Regions from separate parts of the Mus musculus genome. Here all the other regions are linked to region 6. A link is a contact called in public HiCAR-type, capture Hi-C and promoter capture Hi-C data. All regions are on one chromosome and are shown on one strand. The core of a region is the stretch at or near the end of the contact, and the rest is flanking DNA. Distances in the headings are between cores, read along the strand shown. Region 1 holds the start of Astl (astacin-like metalloendopeptidase (M12 family)). Region 2 holds the start of Adra2b (adrenergic receptor, alpha 2b). Region 3 holds the start of Bub1 (BUB1, mitotic checkpoint serine/threonine kinase). Region 4 holds the start of Kcnip3 (Kv channel interacting protein 3, calsenilin). Region 5 holds the start of Ptpra (protein tyrosine phosphatase, receptor type, A). Region 6 holds the start of Fbln7 (fibulin 7). Region 7 holds the start of Snrnp200 (small nuclear ribonucleoprotein 200 (U5)).

Region 1 (3,572 bases), core at 959-3,458, 1.5 Mb before region 6:
GGATTTCAAGGCCAGGCAGAAGGTCTGGGGAGCTGAGTCTGCATCAGCATAAGCTCCAGGCTGCCATTCTGCCAACCTTCCTGGGCAATGACAGCGTGTCCACCAGCCCTCTCTCATCCGTCACCACCATCAATCACATCTCCAGTTTCGCCTTTCTCCGTAGCACACACACACTGCTTAGTTTTTCTATGTTCCCCACTATTCATCTTATATCTGTTTATTGTACTGGTGCCCGCCTGTACCAGGCCATGAGGCAGGCAACCCTACCAGTTTCTATTGGGACCTGTGGACTTGATGCCCAGCTCAGGGTGGACACCTGCGTCCCAGAGTCATTAACCTTTCATTATCTTATACATAGCATGGCTGGTTGCTGGCGGTCCCATTAGACCTATTCCTTGCCCTTCTGTGTTTCTAACATCTTACCTGCCTAGCAAATGGCCTTTCTTTCTTTCCTCTCCTCCCTCTCTTCCTTCCTTTCCTTTTTTAAGACAGTCTTACTATGTGGCCTTGATTTGTCTGGAACTGAATATGTAGACCAAATTGACCTCAAACTCACAAGAGATCCACCTACCTTTGCCTCCCAAATACTGTGTATGAGATTTTCCACTAATGTGATGATAATGATTTTAGTAAGCACATTTAAGTAGTTAGGTCATTGTTTTAAATATATTTTTGAGATGGCCCCTCACTATGTAGCCCAGGCTAATTTTCAATCGGTTCTACGGGATTTCAGGTGTGAACCACCATGACAACTCATGTCGTCGTTTTCTTCTTCTTCTTCTTCTTCTTCTTCTTCTTCTTCTTCTTCTTCTTCTTCTTCTTCTTCTTCTTCTTCTTCTTCTTCTGTTTTTCAAGACAGGGTTTCTCTGTGTAGCCCTGGCTGTACTGGAACTCACTTTGTAGACCAAGCTGGCCTCAAACTCAGAAATCCTCCTGCCTCTGCCTCCCACATCCTGGGATTAAAGGGGTGCGCCACCACCCCTGGCATCTTCTTTTTTAATGGGAAAAAAATGGAGTGTTTAAGGTACTTGACAAGCTTTGACATATATAAGCACTGTGAAGGAATGAGTCTGCTGGTCAAGATAATTAGCATATCCATCGGATTCCTGGAAACCAGTCTAGATTCTGCTCAGGCATCAGCAGCATCTGCTTTTATTATAGCCCCTCTGTCTGGCTCTAGCTTCTACTTCTTGAGAGATGTTTGCCCCAGGCTCAGCAAGAATGCCAACAGGTCCTTGTGGAGCTCTGGCTTTCCTTTACTGAACATGGGGGTGGACTTGGTATGTTCCAGGCTGTCCATCCAGGCCGGGTCTCTGGATGGCAGGATGTAAAGGAAGAAAGTCTGGGAGCTTTGTATTTTGAATTAGTGAAATGGGAAGGGGCCCTGGCCGATCATGTCAGTGGGCAGTGGCATTGGAAGGACCACAGTCATATGAGCGTCTAAGAGTTCAAAAGTGTCCCCTCTGCAGTGGGGGGCGTCTCTGGGTGCTGATGATGCTGGTGTTCAGTGTGAAGTTTCTCAGAGTCTTGCAACCTGTGTACTTTCCTATATGGCTTCTGAAATAAAAGCTTATAGCTGGGCATAGTGACACATGCCTTTAATCCCAGCACTCAGGAGGTAGACACAGGCAGCAGGCAGATCTCTCTGAGTTTGAGGCCAGCCTGGTCTACATACTGAGTTCCAGGACAGCCAAAGCTACTTAATGAGACCCTTTCTCGTATAAATAGAGGAGGGGAGGGGGGAGGGGAGAGATTATACGGGTATGGTGACCACATAGGGAGAGGTGCCTTGAGTTTCCCAGCAGATTTTCTGGGTCTGAACCCTCCGGTAGTTGGTGGAACAGGAAAAGGAAAGCCCCCTTTTAGTGACTGGATCTCAATCCAAGTCATGAACTACATGAGGCTGCAATGCTTCTCTGCCCTCTGGTGGCAGGAGGGGGAATCTCAGGGAAGCTACCCTGCTCAAGGGTATCCTAAGGATTTGTTTTGTGTCCCCGGCCCACTTTTTACCCACTTCAGCCAAGATGGATGGGACTATGGTCCAGAAGGCTCAGGCTGGGGACAGGGGTAGAGTCCTCTGGTAAGACTGGGCAGGTCTTCAGGTGATAGTTGTTGGGAGGAACTGCAGGTGGAGGTGGTTGGGAGGCTGCAGGTGTGGGCTGGAGAAGCCCCTATTAAAGGGGGTGGATGGTAGAGTCCCTGAGTTAAGGAGGCCTTTCCCTGCCACATTTCTGTGTGTTGCTTGCCAAGAGGGCAGTGAGGACCCACCATGGGTATCATGGGAAGCCTGTGGCCTTGGATATTAACTATGCTCTCCTTGCTAGGTAAGCTGGCTCCAGTCTCTGGGACATTGGGAAGAGGCCAGAGGCTGCAGCTGTGGCTTAAGATAATCTTAACTTAGTTTCACAGCTCCAACATGGCGTTGTAGGGTTGTACCTATGAGTGAGCCCCTGGGAACCAAGGAGGAGGCCTCCTGATACTTGTAGGAGTAGAGAGGGCCCACCTAACAGCAGATTGCCAAGTGTCATACCATATACCTACTTGTTTTAAGGTAAGCCAGTTTCTAGCCTGGCTGGGGCAGCAGGCACTCAGCCTGAGTGGAGAGAAATGTTCAAGAGTAGGGTCTGAGGCCAGCCTTGATTCTGGTGCTGCCTGAAGATTTAAAGTCTACTGTGCCTCTTTTCTGCCTCATATTGGCTGCCCTAGCCTTTCTGAGCCAAGTGTTAGTCCCTTAAAGGGATCTCCTTCACTGAAGGCATCTAGGCCTTGTCACCAGGTATGATGAGTGAGATAGCCAGGCAGGCTTCAGGAATGCATCCTGGGTGGCCTCTCCTGGAAGGGGCTGGATTTTGCTGCCTGCTGTCCCGGCTCACAGTGGAGTCCCGGGGGCATCTATATGTCTGCACTTGTCTTCCTGAGCCAGGTTTGAGCATGGGAGCACCCTCAGCATCCAGATGTTCTGGAGTCTGCAGTACCAGTGTTCCAGAAGGCTTCACTCCTGAGGGAAGCCCGGTATTTCAGGACAAGGACATCCCCGCAATTAACCAAGGTGAGAACACGGGGCCACACTCCAAAGCCATGCTGAATGTGGACATGCGGAAAAGATTGAGAGGAAATGTCCCCATGCATGCAGGGAAATCAAGTTTCATGAGGAAATGCTTGTCTGTTTTTCTGTATTCTTTTGCTGGTTAATATTTTTTATATGAGATACTGTAAATGTCTTTAGAATGATCTGATAAGAGCACTGGTGTTCTCTCGGCTTGGGACTTGAGTAAAATCATCAGTCGATATTTGAGAGCATGTCAATCTCTCTGTAAGTAGCGGTGTGTAAGCGTGACCTGGCCAAGTGGGGTGGATTGTTAAGGAACAAAGAAGTCTGTGGCTCAGGGCATCTTTGTCTGGGGATCTCGGACATGAGGAACACAGACGCATTGGGCTGAAGTTGTTGGCAATGGAAATGAATTCAGATCTTGGCGTCATCATGGGCTGAAATGTTGGCAGAACAGCGGTAATCTTGCTTTAGTGTAGATGGTGACTACTGCTCCCTTCATTCTCTGGTTAGAAGCTCAGAT
Region 2 (3,405 bases), core at 775-3,274, 1.5 Mb before region 6:
GACGTTGATCATCTGTGAAGTCTTCTCTCAGTTTGAGTGTGGCTGGAGGTTGCTTGGGACAAGTAGGGACTTGCCTCAGTGGCTACTTCTCAAGCTCCCACGACCACCCTCAGCCCTTTCTCAGTAAATGGGGCTACGAGGACTTCTTCATCACCTGTGGCTGTGGACTCAAGCCCTGTCCAACGTGATGGTCTGTAAGACCTGTCTCAAGACTACAGCCTCAAAGGGGCAGGTGAATGGCTGTCCTTTTCAAGCCTGGTCTACATGGCACCACCCTCTCTGGTTGTGACAGTCCCACCTAACTAGAGAGCTAGCTGCAGCTCGGCCTGAGGTGGGGAGGCATTGCTCAAAGTGTCCCCATGTGGCTAGGCATGGTGATCTGGAGACTGAGTTGAGGAAAGACTGGTCTGTGGGGACCCAACGGTCACATTTGAGATCTCACAGTGGTGGCCATGACAAGTCCAGTAGACTCACTGACTTGAGGTGAGATTTGGGAGTGGACTCCATCTTTAGGGATTCATATATATATATTTATGTAGTGCCCTTCAGAATTAGGAGCTGTAAATACAAGGCCTGGTTCTTTTCACACAAGCTGTGGAGAAACCTCCTTGAGGCTGGGGGTGGAGCAGGGCCCAGTTCAAAGTTTTTTTTTTTAAAGATTTATTATTTTTTTGTGTATGATTGTTTTTTTCTGCGTGTATTTATGTTTCACCTGTGCGCTTGGTGCCTGTGGCGTCAAGTGAGGTCATCAGATATCCTGGAACTAGAATTACATTCTGTTGTGAGCTGATGGAAAGGGGTTTGAAACTGAAATCGGGTCCTCTGCAAGAGCAAGCGCTCAGCACTCAAACTTGTTCTCCCACTGGATAGGCTGCATGAACATCTGGGGCGGCCAAGGCCGGCTCCTTTCTACACCTGAGCCACCCACATTGACTTTTTCTGAGCTATGGAGAGATCTCCTCACACCGCTCTGGAGGAGGGACCTCCTTTTCCGTTGGTCAAGAGGCTCCTCTCCAAACCTGCGCTTTGAGTCAAGCTGTTTCCCTCTTTAAGATTTGTTTTAAAGTATGGGTCTCTGTGTGGCTATGTTCAGGGGAGTGTAGGTGGAGGCCAGAGGCATACCATCCCTGAAACGGGAGTTACAGTTTTGAGCTACCTGTTGTGGCTGCTGGGAACCGAACACAGGTTCTCTACAAGAGGCACTCTTAACCACGGATCCATCTCTCCAGTTTTCCCTTCCTACTTTAACTTTTTTTTTGCCTTTAATGGAGAAAAAGGAAGCAGCAATAGGGTGGTTGAAGTCCACTAGTCGCTTCTCACCAAGGAGTAGTTAGTGTGTGTGTGTGTGTGTGTGTGTGTGTGTGTGTGTGTGTGTGTGTGTGTGTGTGTGTGTGTGTGTGTCTGGGACCTGCGAGGACATCGGCCCCTAGCCTCTTGCACTCAGATGGCAGCAGAGGGCGCTCGCAGCACAGAGACTCACTCATTGCACCTCGCAAGTCTGACCTAGACCTAGTGGTGTTTGGGTGGGGAAGCGTTAGGAAAGGGGATTTGGAACTCTCTCCCCACTTTGGTCCGGCCCCTAAGGTTCTCGGTTGCTGGGATGCTGGATGGAGGTGTGGCTTATTATGCTTAAGAGCTCAACACTCTCCTACACGCTTTTCTGTCGGGCTGCTGCAAGCGACAAAAGCAGTCTATCGATCTGGGTGCTCTGTCCTAGACTCGCAGACAGAAGGCAAGTGGACCCTTGGGACAGACCAGCTCCGGGTCTCAGCACGCACCGATTCTCTTCGGTACATACTCTTCCCAGAACGCCGACGACCCCAGACTCCCTGCTCTCTAGACTCGGCCGCGCAGCGGCGGGAAGGAGAAAGATGTTGGGGCCCGGGGCGAGTAAAAGATGTGCGTCGCAGGTCCATGTCCCGCAAAGCGCACCTTCCACCCACCCTGGTCGGATCGCCCGCCCCGCCTCCTTCCCTCCTCCAGCTCCCGCCCCCAATCTCCTCCCTCCTCCCGCGGTGCTGGCTCTCCTCCTCACGCCCCTGCGCGGAGGGCTGACTGCAGGCGCGGCTCCGGGAGAGAGCGCCTTTACCGAGAGCAGGGTGCGCTTCCCCAGTCGGTTCTGTGAGTCCTGCAGCTGTGCCGCACGACGGCGCGACTTTCCTCTGGTCCCGGGACGGCAGTGAGACAACTTGGAAAACTTCTCTGGGGCGGACTGCAGGGACGCCGGGCACCAGTGGCAGAGAACGTAAGAGAGCGATAGATGGTCCTGGGTGTCCCCGGACCTCCGGCCAGGCTACGGTGCTCCAGAGCCATCTGCACCGCCTGGGGGGACGGCCCCCAACAGTAGCGGAGCTAGGGTGGCGCTTTCTCCTGCGTACTGTGAGTTTGGCCAGCATCTTTCTCTCTGGACATGTCCGGCCCCGCCATGGTCCACCAGGAGCCCTACTCGGTGCAGGCCACCGCCGCCATCGCGTCGGCCATCACCTTTCTCATCCTCTTCACCATTTTCGGCAATGCGCTGGTAATTCTGGCTGTGTTGACCAGCCGCTCTCTCCGTGCACCACAAAACCTCTTCCTGGTGTCACTGGCAGCAGCCGACATCCTAGTGGCTACTCTTATCATCCCTTTCTCTCTGGCCAACGAGCTGCTGGGCTATTGGTACTTCTGGCGTGCGTGGTGCGAGGTCTACCTGGCGCTAGACGTGCTCTTCTGTACCTCCTCCATCGTGCACCTGTGTGCCATCAGTCTGGACAGATACTGGGCAGTGAGCCGAGCATTGGAGTACAACTCCAAGCGCACTCCACGCCGCATCAAATGCATCATCCTCACCGTGTGGCTCATTGCAGCCGTCATTTCTCTACCGCCCCTCATCTACAAGGGCGACCAGCGCCCAGAGCCCCACGGGCTCCCCCAGTGTGAGCTCAACCAAGAAGCCTGGTACATCTTGGCTTCCAGCATCGGATCTTTTTTTGCTCCCTGCCTCATCATGATTCTCGTCTACCTGCGAATCTATGTAATTGCCAAACGCAGCCACTGCAGAGGTCTCGGAGCTAAGAGGGGCTCTGGGGAGGGTGAGTCCAAGAAGCCCCATCCGGCCGCCGGGGGAGTTCCAGCCTCGGCTAAAGTGCCCACCCTGGTCTCTCCTCTATCTTCTGTCGGAGAGGCTAATGGACACCCCAAGCCTCCAAGGGAGAAGGAGGAGGGGGAGACCCCTGAAGATCCCGAAGCCAGGGCTTTGCCACCCAATTGGTCTGCCCTGCCCAGATCAGTCCAGGACCAGAAGAAGGGGACTAGTGGGGCAACTGCAGAGAAGGGAGCTGAAGAGGATGAAGAGGAGGTGGAAGAATGTGAACCCCAAACACTGCCAGCTTCTCCTGCCTCAGTATTCAACCCACCCTTGCAGCA
Region 3 (3,448 bases), core at 191-2,690, 1.0 Mb before region 6:
GTGGCAAGCTCTATCTGCATTTTAAATGTCTTCTTTGTTCCTTCACAAAAAGGAGCAGGGCTGGAACCATAAACAGTAATGAGTTCAGAAGTTACAGCAAGTAAGGGTGAGAATAGTATGTGTACAACTTTGGAGAGAGGATACATGGCAATTAACTGTATTCTCAGTATGCATCAAGTTGAGAAACAACCATAGGTTTTTAAACTGAGAAATGATAAGATTAGGAGAAAAAGAATTTAAAAGTAGTATTTTGGTAGATGACCAGAAAACTATATCTCAAAATATATTTCACTGGCAAACTGAAATGATCATTCAGAGAAACTGCAATGGTTTTCTCATAATTTAGTAGAGATTTTAGCAATTTATTTTTAAGTCAACGATTCTCACTTTTTCACTTTGGATTCATTTTGGATTCTTTTTAGCATGTTTGAAATGTCAGCACTACTTCTGTGTTTAGAAGTTCTTATTTAGCAAAATAAGAAATACAAATATTTGTCCAAGATAAACAAACATTGAATAGCCCCACACCAACCACACCTCCTGGGAAAATGGCTTAAACATCAAATCATTAAAATAAATTAGTCTTTAAAAATCAAAATACCTAGCTTCTATTTTAGAACGGGGAGGGGAAATCCTTAGTCGATCTGATCAAAAATTAAATTGCTTAACGCCAACAGATTTTGGATATCTTACTCTTAGAATACCTAAAGAACTGATGAAAATAAAATTGTATTTCTTGTAACATCCGATTTAACAGTTTTAAATGGCTTAACATCACAGGCTGAGTAAGTCACCTAAGCGCCCGCCCCCAGACCCCAAAACAAAAACAAATAACCAATCAGTGCCTGCAGGAAGCCTCAAATGACTTAATAGCAAGCATTCCCCCCCCCCCATAAAGTTCAGCTTTAATTTTTTTCTTACGTATCAGGCAATCGAGAAATAATAAATTCTTTCCTTAGTTGGGTGGCATTTTTATCAGACTTTGAAATTTTCTCCAAAAATCTCCACCACCACACAAGTTTGGGTTTTGAAGGCGGGGCGTCCCTCGCGTCTAGAGGAAGTTCCCCATGGAGAAGATACGTGACTTCAGAAGGTTCCGCAGACTGCCCAAATCCTCGGCACAAAACGGTAGCCGGCTGCAGCTTGCACGTCTACTCGAGTGACCCGGGGGCTACCGCCTTGGCTGAGGCCTGGTGCAGCGAACCCGCTGAGGAAGCGGCGCTGAGGAGAAAGCGCGCCTGAGGGACCCGGACTCTAACCGTCCCGACCGGCCCACCTCACCGCACCTGACCGACACTTACCGAAAGACATTTTCTAGGTTGTCCATGACGAGAAAAAACGCGCAGCGGCGAAATACCCCACCAGCCGCCGACCAAACTCCCCATCAGCCCCTAACCCCGAGTCTCGAAGGCCGCCGGCGATTCGAATTCCCCGCGCAGCCGCACTTGTGATGTCGAACGTGGGCAGCGCGCCTGACTATTGGTCTCCGCTGCGGGAGAGCTGGCCAATCGCTGCGGCCGTTGCTGGGAGACAAAGTCCCGCCTCCGTCCCCGCCCCCTCCGTCCCTAGCCCGCAGTTCTTTTCATTTGCCTTTTAGTGAGTCCTATGCTAGGTGCTGACTGAGCTAAGGTTTGTTTCCATTCTAGTGAGACACTAGCCATGTTTTGGCATAGAGTTATTATTATTACTTTTTAAAAAACGGTATAAATGGCAACTGGCTTACAGTATTACACTACCAGGCCGAACGTGACGATTCTGTGACTGAAACCCCTTTGAGTCCTCTTGGGTCTTGAGAGTCACTCACGAATTTTTGTCCTCTTTGCTTAACAGAAATGGCATAGCTGGTGAGCTGGCTCGGTGAATAAAAGCATCCACAAGGTGGAAGGAAAGAAAACCAACTTCCTCAAGTTGTCCTCTGATCTCCACATGCATGCCGTGGCACATACTCATATAACAAATGAGGAAACCACAATCATTATGTCTGGTTCACGAATGAAGACAAATAGCCATGTATATGTGTGTGTGTGTGTGTGTGTGTGTGTGTGTGTGTGTGTCCATCCAGAGTTTTATGGGATCCCATGCCTTTGGCCTCTGCCACACTTGGTTCACATAAAGGCACACCCACACGTATTTGTAAAATATTCATAGTAATTTTAAAGAGTCCGGAAGTCCAAGAATAAATATTTAACATGTTCATGTGCCCTGAGAGTGAGTTGAGAAATAATCTAGTCTTCCCTGCTTCTTGAGTTTTAATAACTTCCCACTTTGCCTCTCTAGGGTCACTTGACCAAAGCAAGTAGAACATAAAAGACTCATGCGATTACTACCTTCCTGTTTCTAAAGGTCCTGGGAGTTTTTCAGCTCCTTCAAGTTGATAAAAAAGATATTGCAGCTTCTGGACAGATAGACATTTTCTAACCTAGAGAAAAGAATTATGAGTGATTTCCCATTTGATTTCCTAGAATCATCTAACTAGAGGAACATTCCTGACATGTCTTTATAGCTGCACACGAAAATATTGTCTGTGGCCATGATATTGGCAGAATTGGTAAACACCACTAGAGGGAGTTCCAGGTTCTTGCATTCCTCGTAGATAGTAGCAAGCAAAGTAGATTAAGAATACACTTCCAATGTTTGGCTGCTAACATCTGCCTCTATTTGTAAGGCTCTGGCAAGGCCTCTCAGGAGACAGACATATCAGGCTCCTTTCAGCATGCACTTCTTGGCATCCACAATAGTATCTGGGTTTGATAATTGTATATGGGATAAATTCCCAGGTGGGACAGTCTCTGGGTGGCCTTTCCTTTAGGCTCTGCTCTACACTTTATCTCCATATTTGCTCCTATGAGTATTTTGTTCTCCAAGAAGGACCGAAGCACCCACTCTTTGGTCTTCCTTCTTGAGCTTCATGTGGTCTGTGAATTGAATCCTGGTTATTTTAGGGCTTGTATCCACTTATCAGTGAGTGCATACCATGTGTTTTCTTTTGCGGTTGGGTTACCTCACTCAGCATGATATTTTCTAGTTCTATCCATTTGCCTTAGAACTTCATAAATTCATCGGTTTTTGTTGTTGTTGTTGTTTGTTTGTTTGTTGTTTTTTTCGAGACAAGGTTTCTCTGTTAGTCTTGGCTGTCCTGGAACTCACTCTGTAGACCAGGCTGACCTCGAACTCAGAGATCTGCCTGCCTCTTCCTCCCAAGTGCTGGGATTAAAGGCGTGCACCACCACGCCTGGCAAATTCATCATTTTTAATAGTTGAGTAGTACTCCATTGTGTAAATGTATCACATTTTCTGTATCCATTCCTCTGTTGAGGGACATCTGGATTCTTTCCAGCTTCTGGCTATTATAAATAAGGCTGCTATGAACATAGTGGAGCGTGTGTCCTTATTTCATGTTGGAGCATCTTTGGGTATATGCCCAGGAGTAGGATAGCTGGGTCCTCAG
Region 4 (3,600 bases), core at 554-3,053, 1.3 Mb before region 6:
CTAGGGTATGGTGAGAAGGCAGGGACAGAACTGGGTCAGCTAGTGACTGTGACAAGTGTGGCCATCTCCCAGCCTATGTTAGTTGCTGTCCGTCCTGCTACCTCCATAATCTCCTACTGGTAGGGGACAGTAGGGACTTTATCCAGCTCCACTGTCACTGTGGTGCTGGCTTCCATCTTGGGCCAAGCTACACATGGAAATCCAGGGGGCAGCCATAAGCCTAATGAGTTCCATGAGTGCCCAGGAGCCAATGGTGGGCACAGTGGAGGCCACAATGGCCAATAGAACAGCCAAGTGGACTATGGGACTCTGACCTCACACTCTGCTCATCTGGTAGGGGAGTAGTGGTTAAGGACCCAGGAAGAATTCTGGGAATTAGAGCCACCAGAGATGGGTAAAGGGAAGGGGGCTATGCTATCCCCTGCTGATGGACAGTGCCAGCTGTGTGCAGGTCTATGCACACATGGCTGTAGAACTCCCTGTATCTGTGGACACACAGAGTCACGTTGCTGGGCTCTGTGAGGGAGGGGTACAGTCATAGGGTATCTGTGTGTCCAATGTCTGTAGATGCACACAGCTTCACCTATCATCTGAGTGTGGATGTGAGTCTGGGACAGAGAGCTGTTTATGCTTCTGCTGTGCCAGTCCAGAGCTTTCTAGAGACAGGTGTGACAAGAGAGAAAGTACCTTTCAAGGTACCCTGCCCTTGTGCTCAAAGGGCTTTGTTCCATCTGCAGATCCTTCATGGTATTCTGGGAACTGGACCAGAGGACAGGGATAGTAACCTGGACTCTGGGGCAGAATGGCCTGAAATCAGTCTCCAGCCCTCTCTGGGCTGCTTGCCCTCATTGGGAGTGGGGCAGGAAGACATCTTTTGGGAAGAAAGACTGTAAGATGCCAGCCCAATATCTATTTTTTTTTTTAAATAAGACCTTGATTTCCTTATTTGGGGCATTCAACCGGACCTGGATCTGATCCTTTCTCCCCCTAAGCAAGATTACCCTGGACTTGTGTGCGGCATCCAGGTCAGACTTTCTGAGGGTCGGTGCTAAGCTGGAGCACACCTTTTGTTTTTTTTTTAATTTTTTTTTTGTCTCTCTTCTTCCCCTCACCTGGCTACTATTTCTTGAACTTTGTACCGGGTGCCTCTTTGCCTCCCCTCTCTCTCCATCCCCCAACAGCTCCACAGAGGCAGAGATGTTTGTGATTTTATTAGGGGTCTCATAGTGCTTTAAGAAGAAGGGGGGGTCTTCATTCATTCATTGATGGATTACTTGAAAGCTTTGCCCGTTGGCTTGCCCACACACATAAGACATCCTTTTCCATGCTCCTGTGTCTCACTAAGATCTATGAGGCTAGGGTCAGGGTCAGCTACCCCAGCCCCTGCCCCAAGGACCTAACTGAACAGGACCAGCCATGGAGCTAATTTCAAGCTTCTCTTCTGTCCACAGACACCCAGAGCCTCTTCCATCCAAAGGCCACGGGATTCCAGCCTCCCAGGCAGGAATGCTCTGAACAATTACTTTCCCTTATATGGATTAGCGAGAGTAGGGGCCAAGGACCACTGTGAAAATACTCTCTAGTCAAGACCAACATCAGAGCCCCACCTTCCCCAAGTCCAGGCAAGTCCTCAGCCCCTCAGCGCCTACCTTGGTCCTCTGCATCTCTGCTGCTGAAAGGGACCGTCACTAATCTTCCCGCTTTGCAGCCCGAGCAAGCCAGACTGCTTGGTCCGGCTGGCAGCTGCCTCATGTTTGCTTGGACCCAGACGCAATTGTCACTGGAGGTTTCTCTCCCGCCCCCTGCCCACTCCTTCCACCCTCCCTTCCTTCCGAGTCTTAGCTCCACCTCTCTTCCTCTGCCTCTTCCCTCCCCCTCTTATCTCCCCCCTCCTTCGCCTCCATCCTGACAACCTCCAGTTTCTCTTTTTCCTGTGCTCCTAGTCCTGGCCTCTCAGCCTATCTGGCCCCCAACCCCCCTTGCTTAGTTAGGCTCAGGGTCTGTCCCTGGTTCTCATCTCCCTCTAGTACAGGGTCTGTTCCTACCCTTCCCAGTCACAGGGATAGAAGGGAGGGTACTCCACCACCAGTCCCTGCGCAGGACAGAGAGGAGCCCTTGGGATTACGTCACTAAGGTAACACCTGGGGTCCTAACACCTCTTGTTGCTCTCCCCTATCTGTTAGTCACCTCTGTGCGACCCCTCATAGGCCTTGCTGTATGAAAACCTTCCAAGCTGGAGCGAGCACTTCACACTTTCCCAGTTTCACTGTCCTTTGACTTGAGGTTGGGACCAAATTCAGGCATTCAGAGCAACCACGGGACCTCCCCTAGATCTCCTGGCGTGGGACCTGGGGATGGAGAAGGGATCGAGGGTCCTGACCGTCCTCGGGAAGGCTCCTTCCTGCCCTGTGGGAGACAAGCTCTTGGGCATTTTCTAATGCCCAAGGGAATCCACCAGGAGCCAGGTACGGAGACCAGCGCCAAGTTTCCCTTTTTGGCGCCCGGAGGAGCCTGCCAGTGCCAGTAGTTCCCATGGAAACAGAGCCTGAGCCATCCCCTCTTTCCCAGAAAGCCCAGGAGCACTTGCTTGCCCTTCCTACCCTGTCCCACCCCCTTTTTATTGAGTCAGCCAATTAGCGGCAGCTGCTAGACCCTCCCCGGGCAAAACCCTGGGGCTGTTGATCCCGAGGCAGGAAAGCTGTCCCCAGAGGGGAGGGGACAGTTCTGCCATCTGCACAGCAGGACTTCACTCCGGGCAAGAGACTCTCCCACAGAGGGCTCTCTGGGAAAGAGGACGACAAGGGTCCCAGAGGCTCCGGGGTCAGTGCCAATCTTCCAAACTGACTTGGCATTAGGCAAATTCCCATAAGGCCTTGGAGTGGCATAGTGGGCTTAGAAGAAAAGGGTCATTATCCCAGTCTATGTTAATGATGGCAAAACTCAGGAAAGCTGAGTCTTTACCTATCCAACAAAGCAGTATATCCAGACTGTGTTCACTCAGAGCCAGTTCTGGAGGAACTCTCTACCCACCAGTTACATGTCCACGATTCAGGAATCAAGCCCTGTCCTTACTTGTGGCATTTTTTGAGAGGCAGGGTTGTCTGAGCACTCCACTCCAAGTCAGTGCCTCTTTCTAGAGAGCCACAAGTCTCTGCTTGGCTCCCTTGCTGAGATTCCACTCCTCTGATAGGAGCTCCTTGGGAGTAACAGGCTGTGGCAGAGCCAGCCTAGAACAGAACCCTTCCGTCCTGGGCCTACCAGGGAGCCAGCAACCTCCCCAGCCCTATCCAGCAGGCCCTCCTCATAAAACGTATGAATGGGCATCTGTGCCCTGCCAGGAGCCTCAAGTCACCTGACCCCCTTTCCTTGGGTCCTCTCAGACTTTCCCAGGGCCTGGGCATTGCTGGGGTCCTTCCAGGGTCTCTGGGAGATGGAGGAACGAAAAGGGCTGAAGCAGATCTCCTCAAGTGGACCTCAGCCTTGCTTTGCCACATGGGCACAGGCTGACTTCCCCTAAACTCTTGGAATTTGAGAAGATTGGGGGCCTGCTGACCCACAAAAAGGTTTAGGATGCTGAAGGAGGTCCAGTGTGGTTTGAAA
Region 5 (3,193 bases), core at 159-2,658, 1.6 Mb after region 6:
ACAAAACAAACAAACAAACAAACAAACAAAAAACCGAAAGAAAGAAAAAGAAAGAAAAGAAAAAAAGTTTGCTGGTAGGGTTTGCTCTAAAGCCAAGAGGCTGCTTTCTTAGCCAAGAACCAGTATTTTTCAGATTTGTTTTGTTCTGTGTTGGTCTTGTTTTGTAAAGTATTGTGTTCTAGTGAAAGACCCAACTTTTCATTTGGTCACTTTTCAATTTGCTGTGTATTTGCATCCCTGATAGACTTTGTACTTTCTAGGAAATGGGCTTCTGGAACTTGTAGGAGGAGCGGACCTCATTGGCAGGAGTCTGACATTTAGGAGACAGGATAGAGGTCTTGTAGACTGTCACTGAGATGGCCCTGAGGAGGGAGATCAAGAGTCACAAATCTTAACTCAAGGAGAGGTTTTTACTACCCAGAGGGAGGAAGTTTAAAGAAGGCCCGCTTCAACGCACATTTGCAGGTCCTGGCTCTGGTCTGCGCACACTTACTTATTCAACAAATAAAGGAAGGGTGTTTGCATAGAGTTCTAACTTGGCGCCCTAGGTCTAGCAGCATCCAAAGTGCTCTAAACTGAGGACTGCTACCTTCCGAAAAAATCGACTTATGGTTCCTAGAAGCTAGATGCACAAAGAACGCTGTTCGCTTCCCTGGTCTCTCTCAGCGCTTTCAATCTTCTCCTGACCACTATGCATGTATCAAGAAGTATCTCCCCGCTCGCTGCGGAGCACCGTGTGCTGTGCTTCCATCCAGCTCTAGAGAATCAGGCCCAGCTTGCACATCTGGAAAGCAAGAGAGATTTCCCTAGGGTTCGGGTGGGGATGATGTGGGCTGGTTTATTTAAGATGACATACTCAGAGCTAGACCGGTCCTAGGTACTAGGCAAATTCTTCTCGCAATTACATCCTTTAAGTGCCTTACAACTAACTCTCTCTCTCTCTCTCTCTCTCTCTCGTGTGTGTGTGTGTGTGTGTGTGTGTGTGACAGAGAGAGAGAGAGAGAGAGAGAGAGAGAGAGAGAGCGAGAGCGCGAGAGAGGCAGAGGCAGAGGCAGAGGCGCGGGGTGTGTTAGAGAGAGGATCACATTTGGAGAAGGATGGAGATGGCTTTCGAGTGCCTGAGTTCACCAGTTGGTGTGGCTTGTGCCTGGTGTCAGTTTCCTCATCTGTAAACAAGGAAAAAAGCCCATGCCCGGGGGCCTAGGACCGTGACTAGGTGGGAGACGTGTGCCAGGGGAGGATAGGGAGCGTCCTGTCCTGTTACCCGGAGACCCCCAGTGCGCCCGGGGAACTCCGCGGCGCAGCGGGGCGCGCAGGGGTGGGGCTCACGGAGGCGGAGACGCCCGCCCGGCGTCAGCGAACCAGCGCCCGCCTCTCAACGGCCAATGACGAAGCGCCTTACAGCCCAGGCCGCGACGGGAGAGAGGCTGCGGCGAGTGAGGCGCTGACAGGGACTCGCGGGGGCATCTTGCACAGACCCCTGGACCACGCCGCCATCGCAGCCTCCAGCCCAGTCCTCTCTCTGCCGCTTCTCCTCGCCATGGAGGCGAGGCCGCCGCCGCCGCCGCGGGGCTTCGAGCAGCGGACCGGGCGGCGGCCCTGAGGGGAGCGGCGGGCCGAGACGCCGCCGCGGTCCTGAGGCGGAGCTGCCGTGCGCGTCCCCCGCGGTCCCGCCCAGCGCCGGGCTCGGTAAGCGTTCGCGCCTGCCGCCGTCGGGAGGGCTCGGGGAGGTGGGGTGGCTCGGCCGCGCGTGGGAGCGGTCCCTGGATCCTATCCTGGAGGAGCGCCTCTGGCTTGTGCATCCTGGCACCGTGGACAGGGGGAGGGGGTCCCGGAAACGTGCGGGACACAGACAGGCTGGAACTTTGCGGACGTCCTCCTCCGGCCCGGGCCAGGGCGCTGCCGTAGTTCATTCTGAAAGAAAAAAACTTTGAGCAGCGAAAATGGGATTTGCTCAGGTCCATTTAATGGGAGGAGATAGGTGGCACACGCAGTGACCATCCCACCTCCCACCTTCCCCTTAAGACCCCTTCCTGGTCCTACTCCCAGGCCCCTCTCTGCCGCCCATTCCCAACTGTTGTGTATGCTTAAGAAGGAAAATATGGACTTAAGCTACCCAGAATTCAAAAGCAGCCACTTGGGAACGCACATCTCCTGTGTTTACTTTCAGTAATTCTTAAAAATTGCCACGGGGGGGGGGGGTTGAGCCCCTAATATTTCCTAAAAATAACAACTACAGAGGCAGAGATGATCCTGTCTATTAGAGGGTTTTGTTGTTGATAGTGATGATATTTGTAGGACAAGCAAAAAAATGTTCCAAACCCTCTTGGACAGAGTGTGATGTCGGCCGAAGCCCTTGGCTAGGATAGGGAATTTCTGTTGAAAACCAGCCTCATGTCCCCGGCTATGGCACCACTTGTTACCTGCTAACTCTTGAAGCAGCCAGAGAACCAAAAGATGGTGGATGAGGAAAGACTGGGACAGGATGAACATCTTTCTGTCTGGATACTCCTTTCGAAAACGTAGATCAGACGCTGTCATTTGTGTGCTTAAAAACTCCTTCACTTTCCTTCCTCTGTGAATGAGATGGAGGAAAACCCAGATGCCTTACCGTTCCCTACAAGGCTCTTGGCAGTCCTTCCTGAACTTAATCTTTGATGGTTACCTCAGTCCTCTCATTCTCCTTTCTCTTCCACGCTGTGTTTAGCCATTCGGAGCGGCTCGGCCACCCCCTCATATGTGGGAGGGTTTTGCTTTCAGGGTCCCCCTTCTCACCCTTCCTTGCCTGGTTCCGGGCCTTCCTTGTTTGAGAAGCTTCTTGCGGACCGGCTTCTTCTGGGTCCTGTTTAAGACTTCCCTGATAGAATTCGTCCTAGTTATCTTGAAGCCCCTCAACCACCTCCCAAGAGAAATGTTTCCTAGTGTTTCCTGGCAGCCTGCTTGGAGTGTGGGTTGCCCATACCGGGACTTGCAGACTCTGATTCTCTATGTCTACACGGCTGTCACACCTGGGAGAAACTGGCAGGCTTCCCAAAATCTTACCTGCTTCTCAGCATCTGCCTGACTATCCCTGAAAAGCCAACAACTCCTCAGTTACCTTTCTCCTCTCTCTGCCCCAGTGGCCCCATGGTCAGATCCAGGAGACTTTTGACTAGGTACCTTTTAACCACTGATCATTATCTGGGTGAATACA
Region 6 (3,249 bases), core at 63-2,562:
TTCCAGGAGTAGAGAGGTCCGAGACATCTGGTTCACTCATAGCCTGAGTACAGGAACCTCAATTCCATGCCTGTCACAGGGCTGTTACCTAACTAGACCCCAGGCGTGTTCTGTAGCTGGGCCTTTACTTTAAACCCTTGGGAAACAGACGGAAAACTAGAAGGAAGGCTGTAGACTCTTCGTCACGGAGCATGTGCCCTACTTAGTCACTGAGCATGCGCCCTCCTAACCTAGTCACTGAGCATGCGCCCTCTTAACTTAGTCACTGAGCACGCGCCTTCCAAAAGCCCTAGGGAGAATTGATTTAAAAACTGGCAGAGTTGTCCAAAGGGTGACTTAGTCTAACTCAGAGCCCTTTAAACTTCTTGCTCTCAGTCTCTTTTCACTGAGAAATATTTCTGCAACCTTAGGAATTCAGGCACATGAAGAAGTGTACAGATCAAACACGTACTGGTAATAAATCATAAATTTATTTTAAAGTAATTATTTGCTATAAATATAATTTTATCCTTTATTAAAATTAAAGGAAATTTGATATGCTTTATTAATTTTTACATGAAGAATTAAATCTTGGCTGAATATTTGATATTGAAGAATAAGAAGCAGTTTTGACTTTTTTCCCCCCCTAAATTGATTGTTTGGTTATAAAATTGTCACACGGAGCACACCACCTCATATAAGTAAGTAGTACAAAGTAGCAAAAAACTTAGCGTGTACAGTAAAACCACTTCATTTCGTAACATAAGTTAGTCTGAGATCTGAGCCAAGTGTCCTAGGTGTGTGTGTGTGTGTGTGTGTGTGTGTGTGTGCGTGTGTGATCATTCCCGTGGTGCCCCTGGACATCTGACCAGTAGCAGTTATGGAGACCAAGGATACCTTGGATTCATTATATTTGATTTTGAATTAATTTTTGGTTTCGTGCCTCACCATTTGCTAAAATCAGTAACTCAGCTCCCATTTTTTTCGGCCCACGGTTTAAGAAGAGACGGTCTAACCTGGTCCAATTTATGAAGGCCATCTTTCTGCCATACTAACCCTGTTCTCTGTTGTCCTAGAGGAAGATGTCCTTATGTGGGCTTTGAAGTGGGACAGTCCTAAATTTGGCTCATCAATCAGCCGCGTGTAGTTGGCAGGGGCCTAGGTCTCTCCCGGCGGGCAGTGGGGACTGCGGACAGTGGGGCAGCCCAGGGTGGACACTGGCCACCCTTGGTCGCGAGGCGTCGCACCCGTTCTTTTCCCAGAGCAGAGGATTGGGCGAGCTCCCAGGCGCATTCCAGGCTCCACAGCTCCTCCTCTCTCGCCTCCGCCACAGGGCTGGCGCCTCCCCGCGTCGTCGGGACAGTCCCGTGCAGGCGGCTGCGGACTAGTGGCCTTGGAAGCTGCAAGGGACCCGCGCACTGCGGCCAGAGAACAGCGACCTGCCTTCCCCAGCAGCAAGGCTGTGAGTGGCAAGATGGGACCGGGCTCACAGCGCGCGCTTTTCCTCCTCTTGCTGCTCCTCGCCAGCCCCGGAGCGCGGGCTTTCCAGGTCAGTGTCCCCCGCAGTGCGTCTTGGAGTCCCGCTTCCCAAGGAGGTAGCGCCGAGGCCAGGGCATGCCATGCTCCACTCCTGTGCTGGAGTTGGGACTTGGAGCGGAGTCTAGGGCTGGGGTTTGGTTGATGGAGAGAGGAGCGGGGTCCTCCATCTGTCATTGCAGGCGACCTGGGCTGCTGCAGCCCAACGGGAGAAGGTGGCTCCGCGTGGGAATCGCCAGCCCGGGAAAGTTACCCAAGGATTTCTGAGACACTGGTCTTTTGTGGGTCTTGGTGAGAACACCTGGCCGCCCAATTCTGTTAGAGAATGTTCGTGCTCTCCAAACCCAACATTTACGTTTCTAACTGAAATATTCTTGCTGCCACCACACCCTAACCACTCTCAGAAATTCTTACCAGTGGCCTGATGGATCCTCAGGTGGTCCTATCCTGAGCACCCGAAGCCTCAGAGTTGCAATTATATTTTCTTACACACCCATATGAACAGCAGGGTCTTTTCTTTTCTTTTCTTTCCCTTTCCCTTTCTCTCTTTCTCTCCTTCTCTCCTTCTCTCCTTCTTTCTCTCTCTCTCTCTCTCTCTCTCTCTCTCTCTCTCTCTCTCTCCCTCGCTCCCCCTCCCTCCCTCCCTTCCTTCCTTCTTTCCTTCCTTTCTTTCTTTCTCTTTTTTTTTTGACATTTACGTCTCCAAATCCCACTGGATTTATTTGCTTGGCTAGATTTTATAACAATAACAACAACAACAACAATAAGTATTATTATTATTATTTTATTAACCATTGGAAACTGACTTTTAAAATTGAGACTGTAAATAAAAATGTATTTGAGAGACTTTGTATTGTCAGGTTCAGGTCAGCTTCCATCAAACGCGTGTCAGCAGACAGAGGTCCCTCAACGAGAGTCCTGAAGCAGCTTCTTCAACCATGCCAACAGCAGCATAAACAGCTGCAGGATGTGCAGGGAGGCTGGGTGCCTGCTGAGTGTCCAGATCCTTCTTTAAGACCACCCAGTCAGGAAGAAGTGGTATAAATTCCCTCTCTGACTGGACTCTGACCTGATCTTTGTCCATGCTCCATGTTCTGGGGCTAAATTGCTGTGCACTGGCAAGTTTCCCCGGGGATACTGAGAAGTCCCCTGGGGTGCAGCAAGGCTTTCCGAGCCTGGAGAATTTGGTTTAGATCAGACCTGCTCCTGTTAGTGCGGAAGGTAATGAGTGGGAGTCACAGGAAGTTGCTCAACAGCCAAATGGCCAGGACCCAGCCTGGGGCTACTGTGAGCCCACCCACCAGAGCAATGGGATCTCCCTAGTTTTGCAGATTACAAAGCCAAACCAAACCTTCACCCCATGCCCAGTGCCAGAAGCACAGAAGATACATCTCCACTGGGCTCCCCCATCCCAGGCTGCAAAGGGGCAGGGCATGAGAAGAGTAGACGTTCCGGAGACCAATCATCTCGTGATAGTGGGTGGGCATCTGTCCCACGGGGCGAGGTGGGAAATAGTGAGATTAGGGCAACTGGTAATCTGGTGCAGAGGCAGCACTGAGCTTGCCTCACTTTGAACATGCTCTTGCGACACTAAGATCCAATCCCTGCCGTGCCCTGGCCAGGCTTTCTCAGCCCCTCGACGCCAAGCATAGCCTTCTTTATCTGCAAAACATTTGTAGGTGAAACCAGAGGAGGCTAAAGGACCAGACACCCATGTTTGCTCTAGTTAAACTG
Region 7 (3,322 bases), core at 38-2,537, 1.7 Mb before region 6:
AGAGTGCAAGAGAAGTCTCTGGATAGCAAGTTTGAAGCCTGCCTGGACTCCAGGAGATCTTTTCTCAAAAACCAGATAAGGGCTAGAGAGATGGCTTAATGGTTATGAACACTGGCTGCTCTTTGAGAAGACCTGGGTTCCAACCCCTCCACACACATGGCAACTCACAACCTATCTGCAGCTCCAGTCTCAGGGGATCTGACACCCTCTTTTGGACTTCGTGGAAGTCTGCATGTAATGATACACAAACATACATGTAGCCCAAACACCTATCTACATAGAATAAAATGTAAATGATAAACCAAACAATAAAAAAAAATTGCCAGCAAAATGGCTGGGTGGATTAGGACACAGACTTAAGGTTCACTCGTGCTTATTAAATATCAAGGGAAAGCAGAACTCACTGTTTTGCTTTCAGTGTTGTGTAGAGAATTATGAAAAGACTAAATACCACCTTTACATAAAAGGTACCACTACTGCTGAATAAAACTGAATAGTAATTCCATACATATTATTTATTTTTCATATATTTCTTTAGTAAAACATTCGTGTCACATTGAGGAGGACAAAGTTATACATATGCTGTAATCCGCACACCTAAAGTCCTGACAGGCTGTGACAAAAGATTGGGCACAAATAGTTCTTCCTCTACCGTCAGTCAGCTGACACAGGGGAGAGTCTTGCGGAAAGGGGTTTGGGGTAGAAATCCAGTCGGTTACTAGAACTAGGTACATGCTAACTTGCTTTTTTTTTTTTTTTTTTTTTTTTTGTCTTTTTGTTGTTGTTTTGGTTTTTTGTTTGTTTTGTTTTGTTTTTCGAGACAAGGTTTCTCTGTGTAGCTCTGGCTGTCCTGGAACTCACTTTGTAGACCAGGCTGGCCTCGAACTCAGAAATCCACTACCTCTGCCTCCCGAGTGCTGGGATTAAAGGAATGCGCCACCATGCCTGTCTTGCTAACTTGCTTGAACCTTCAGCTTCCTTATCCCTTAGTTTCCGTTTGCCTGCATGTCTGCCTGCCTCACAGGATGGCTGGTATGAGAAACCAAAAGAATTACAGAAAGGGACTTTCAACATACGCTTAGGGGTTGGGCCTTGGCTCTGTCGCAGGTAGAGATGCCTGGAACCACAATTTGCACGCGCGTGTGTCTCGTCGGTCAATGGAATCCTTGACCCGGATGTACTACTGTACATCTCCGCAAACCCCGCCCAGAAGCAGTGGTTAGTAACCGGAAAGTCTCACGTTTAGCGGGCGTCCCGGAAGCGGAAGCAAGTCCGTTTCTTTTCTCCGTCCCTTACGTTCGTCCTGCGTTGTACCTGTTGTGCCAGGGCGGTTCGCTGAAGCGGTTCGGAGCGTGAAGAAGAGTGGAACCCTGAGTTCCCGGAGCATCAGCAGCCATGGCGGATGTGACTGCCCGCAGTTTGCAGTACGAGTACAAGGCGGTGCGTGTGGTCTCGAAGGACCGGTGCAGACAGGGGAGGTCGTGGACAGCCACGGACACTTGAGCGGGAGATCAGAGCTGGGTGAAGGATGGATTAAAACACGAAGGAAAAACCCCGTGGAATTTGGGGCGCTTGAGAATTTAGGAGTTGGGTTTTCCCCAGCCCCCTCAGCGCTAAACTCGCACCTTCTTCTCTTTACCCGCAATGTGCCCAACATTTTACCCAAATGTGGGCTGTTGTGGATGCTCTTAGGAGCGCTGGTCGTTCACCTTCTCAGACAGCAATAGTGCTCGCGCATCGTGTAATGCTATGTTATTTCTTCTTAAGAGCATGATTTTTTTTTTATTCCACTGTTTTCCCATCATCTGCTGTCACTGTAATAACAGGATTCAAAACTATACATATCAAAGTTTTGATAAAGTATGATCTTTTCAGAACTCAAATCTTGTGCTCCAAGCTGACCGCTCTCTCATTGACCGGACCCGCCGGGATGAACCGACGGGAGAGGTTCTGTCCCTGGTTGGGAAGTTGGAGGGAACCCGAATGGGAGATAAGGCTCAACGGACCAAACCACAGATGCAGGAAGAAAGACGGGCCAAGTAAGTACTAAGGGGATGCTGGATGCTATTTTTCCATCTAATGTAAAGCCCATCTTTAGCATTAGAGCAGTAGTTTTACTCAAGTTTATATGGAAGATGAGTGGTGTGTGCACAACAACCAAGGTTTAGAGCTTCTTTGGATTTAGGTGTAATGAAGTGGAACAAAATCTATTGATACCTTTTACTGACTCGTTTCTGATTCATAGATGTTAATTTTCTTCCGGTTATCTTTTTAAAAGATCTGTTTTATTTTTAATTACGTGCATGTGTATGTTCGTGTGGGTTTGTGCACACGTATGCAGATGCCTGTGTGGAGGCCAGAGAGGGTTTGAGAGTCCCTGGAGCTAGAGTTACAGGAGGTTTTGAGTTACCCAGTGTGGGGCTAAGAACTGAACTTGGGTCCTCTTGGAAAGCAGTACTGGGGTGAACAACTCGACTCTTCTCTCCAGCCCCATCCCCGACTGTTTTCAGGACTTGAGTTAATCTCCTCTCTGTAATTCACCTCCACCATGTTGTTACAAGCTTCTCTCCCCAACCCTTCTCTCCTTTTGTTGCCCAGCACTTCCTGATGATTTCTGTTGTCTTTTCATGTTGGTGGGTTCATTTCAAAAGTTAAATACTACTTACTTTATTTTGCCTGCCTTGCTTTTCTTTTCTCTTCTTCTCTTTTCTTTTCTCTTCTTTTCTTTCTTCAGAACAGAGTATCTTGCTCTGTAGACCAGGCTGGCCTTAAACTCAGAGATCCACCAGCCTCTGTTTCCTGAGCACTGGGATTGGAATTAAAAGTCCTGTGCCACCACCTCCCGGAAAATTGTGTTTTCTTTCCCCTCCGTCCCTCTCTCTCTCCCCTTTTAAAAAATATTTATTTTATGTATATGAGTACACTATAGCTCATCTTCAGACTGTAGCTGCCTTCAGACATGAAGAAGGCACCTCAGAAGAGGTCATCGAATCCCATTACAGATGGTTGTGAGCTACCACGTGTTTGCTAAGAGTTGAGCTCAGGACCTCTGGAAGAACAGTTAGTGCTCTTAACCGCTGGGCCATCTCTCCAGCCCTCTCCTCTCTCTTACTATGGAGTCTTAACAATCCCCAGGCCCTGTTTGATTTGAGTGCTTATGTTTTAGAAGAGCTTAATTATTGTTCCTTGGTCCTTCAGTTTTCAGAGTCTGACGTCTTTTCTAGTTGTTTATTGGGAGTCATTAAGAGTAAATTCCACTGGAGCCTAGTTTCTCTCACTCCTAAAAAGTGATGGATGCATCTAAGGTTAAAAAAAAAGTCTA

Evidence for each region. Promoter capture Hi-C pulls out the DNA fragments that hold promoters and counts their contacts. HiCAR-type assays count read pairs that join an accessible place to other places. Capture Hi-C pulls out chosen DNA fragments and counts their contacts.
Region 1: a contact with region 6 is called in a promoter capture Hi-C map of liver, with 8 times the contacts expected there. The contact joins the promoter of Astl here to the promoter of Fbln7 in region 6. A contact is called at or near these places in 2 of 39 promoter capture datasets (hippocampal neurons and liver).
Region 2: a capture Hi-C map of macrophages shows a contact between it and region 6, with 4 times the contacts expected there. The contact joins the promoter of Adra2b here to the promoter of Fbln7 in region 6. A contact is called at or near these places in 2 of 9 other capture datasets (liver and macrophages).
Region 3: a HiCAR-type map of astrocytes shows a contact between it and region 6, with 5 times the contacts expected there. The contact joins the promoter of Bub1 here to the promoter of Fbln7 in region 6. A contact is called at or near these places in 4 of 39 promoter capture datasets (embryonic stem cells, hippocampal neurons, liver and 1 more), 1 of 115 datasets of contacts at active chromatin or transcription factors (astrocytes) and 1 of 9 other capture datasets (macrophages).
Region 4: a promoter capture Hi-C map of embryonic stem cells shows a contact between it and region 6, with 2.4 times the contacts expected there. The contact joins the promoter of Kcnip3 here to the promoter of Fbln7 in region 6. A contact is called at or near these places in 4 of 39 promoter capture datasets (cranial neural crest, embryonic stem cells, neutrophils and 1 more).
Region 5: a promoter capture Hi-C map of liver shows a contact between it and region 6, with 5 times the contacts expected there. The contact joins the promoter of Ptpra here to the promoter of Fbln7 in region 6. A contact is called at or near these places in 2 of 39 promoter capture datasets (both in liver).
Region 7: a promoter capture Hi-C map of liver shows a contact between it and region 6, with 4 times the contacts expected there. The contact joins the promoter of Snrnp200 here to the promoter of Fbln7 in region 6. A contact is called at or near these places in 2 of 39 promoter capture datasets (hippocampal neurons and liver).

The regions. Positions count from the first base shown.
Region 1 is chr2:127,339,428-127,342,999 of GRCm38.p6, forward strand. It overlaps Astl (astacin-like metalloendopeptidase (M12 family)), which reads left to right and starts at 2,209. Exons shown (of 9, transcript NM_001291003.1): 1 at 2,209-2,324; 2 at 2,924-3,049. The coding sequence starts at 2,270.
Region 2 is chr2:127,361,155-127,364,559 of GRCm38.p6, forward strand. Adra2b (adrenergic receptor, alpha 2b) reads left to right here and starts at 2,025. Exons shown (of 1, transcript NM_009633.4): 1 at 2,025-3,405. The coding sequence starts at 2,426.
Region 3 is chr2:127,830,419-127,833,866 of GRCm38.p6, forward strand. It overlaps Bub1 (BUB1, mitotic checkpoint serine/threonine kinase), which reads right to left and starts at 1,441. Exons shown (of 25, transcript NM_009772.2): 1 at 1,302-1,441. The coding sequence starts at 1,327.
Region 4 is chr2:127,519,589-127,523,188 of GRCm38.p6, forward strand. It overlaps Kcnip3 (Kv channel interacting protein 3, calsenilin), which reads right to left and starts at 1,804. Exons shown (of 9, transcript NM_019789.4): 1 at 1,650-1,804. The coding sequence starts at 1,664. All of the region lies in intron 2 of Gm35478 (a long non-coding RNA gene), which reads left to right.
Region 5 is chr2:130,448,870-130,452,062 of GRCm38.p6, forward strand. It overlaps Ptpra (protein tyrosine phosphatase, receptor type, A), which reads left to right and starts at 1,409. Exons shown (of 21, transcript NM_001163688.1): 1 at 1,409-1,689. Gm52562 (predicted gene, 52562) reads right to left here and starts at 2,701. Exons shown (of 3, transcript NR_165481.1): 1 at 2,666-2,701; 2 at 2,424-2,575; 3 at 1-1,914.
Region 6 is chr2:128,862,620-128,865,868 of GRCm38.p6, forward strand. Fbln7 (fibulin 7) reads left to right here and starts at 1,313. Exons shown (of 8, transcript NM_024237.4): 1 at 1,313-1,528. The coding sequence starts at 1,454.
Region 7 is chr2:127,207,099-127,210,420 of GRCm38.p6, forward strand. It overlaps Snrnp200 (small nuclear ribonucleoprotein 200 (U5)), which reads left to right and starts at 1,288. Exons shown (of 45, transcript NM_177214.5): 1 at 1,288-1,440; 2 at 1,876-2,039. The coding sequence starts at 1,396. 1810024B03Rik (RIKEN cDNA 1810024B03 gene) reads right to left here and starts at 1,182. Exons shown (of 2, transcript NM_198630.2): 1 at 1,077-1,182.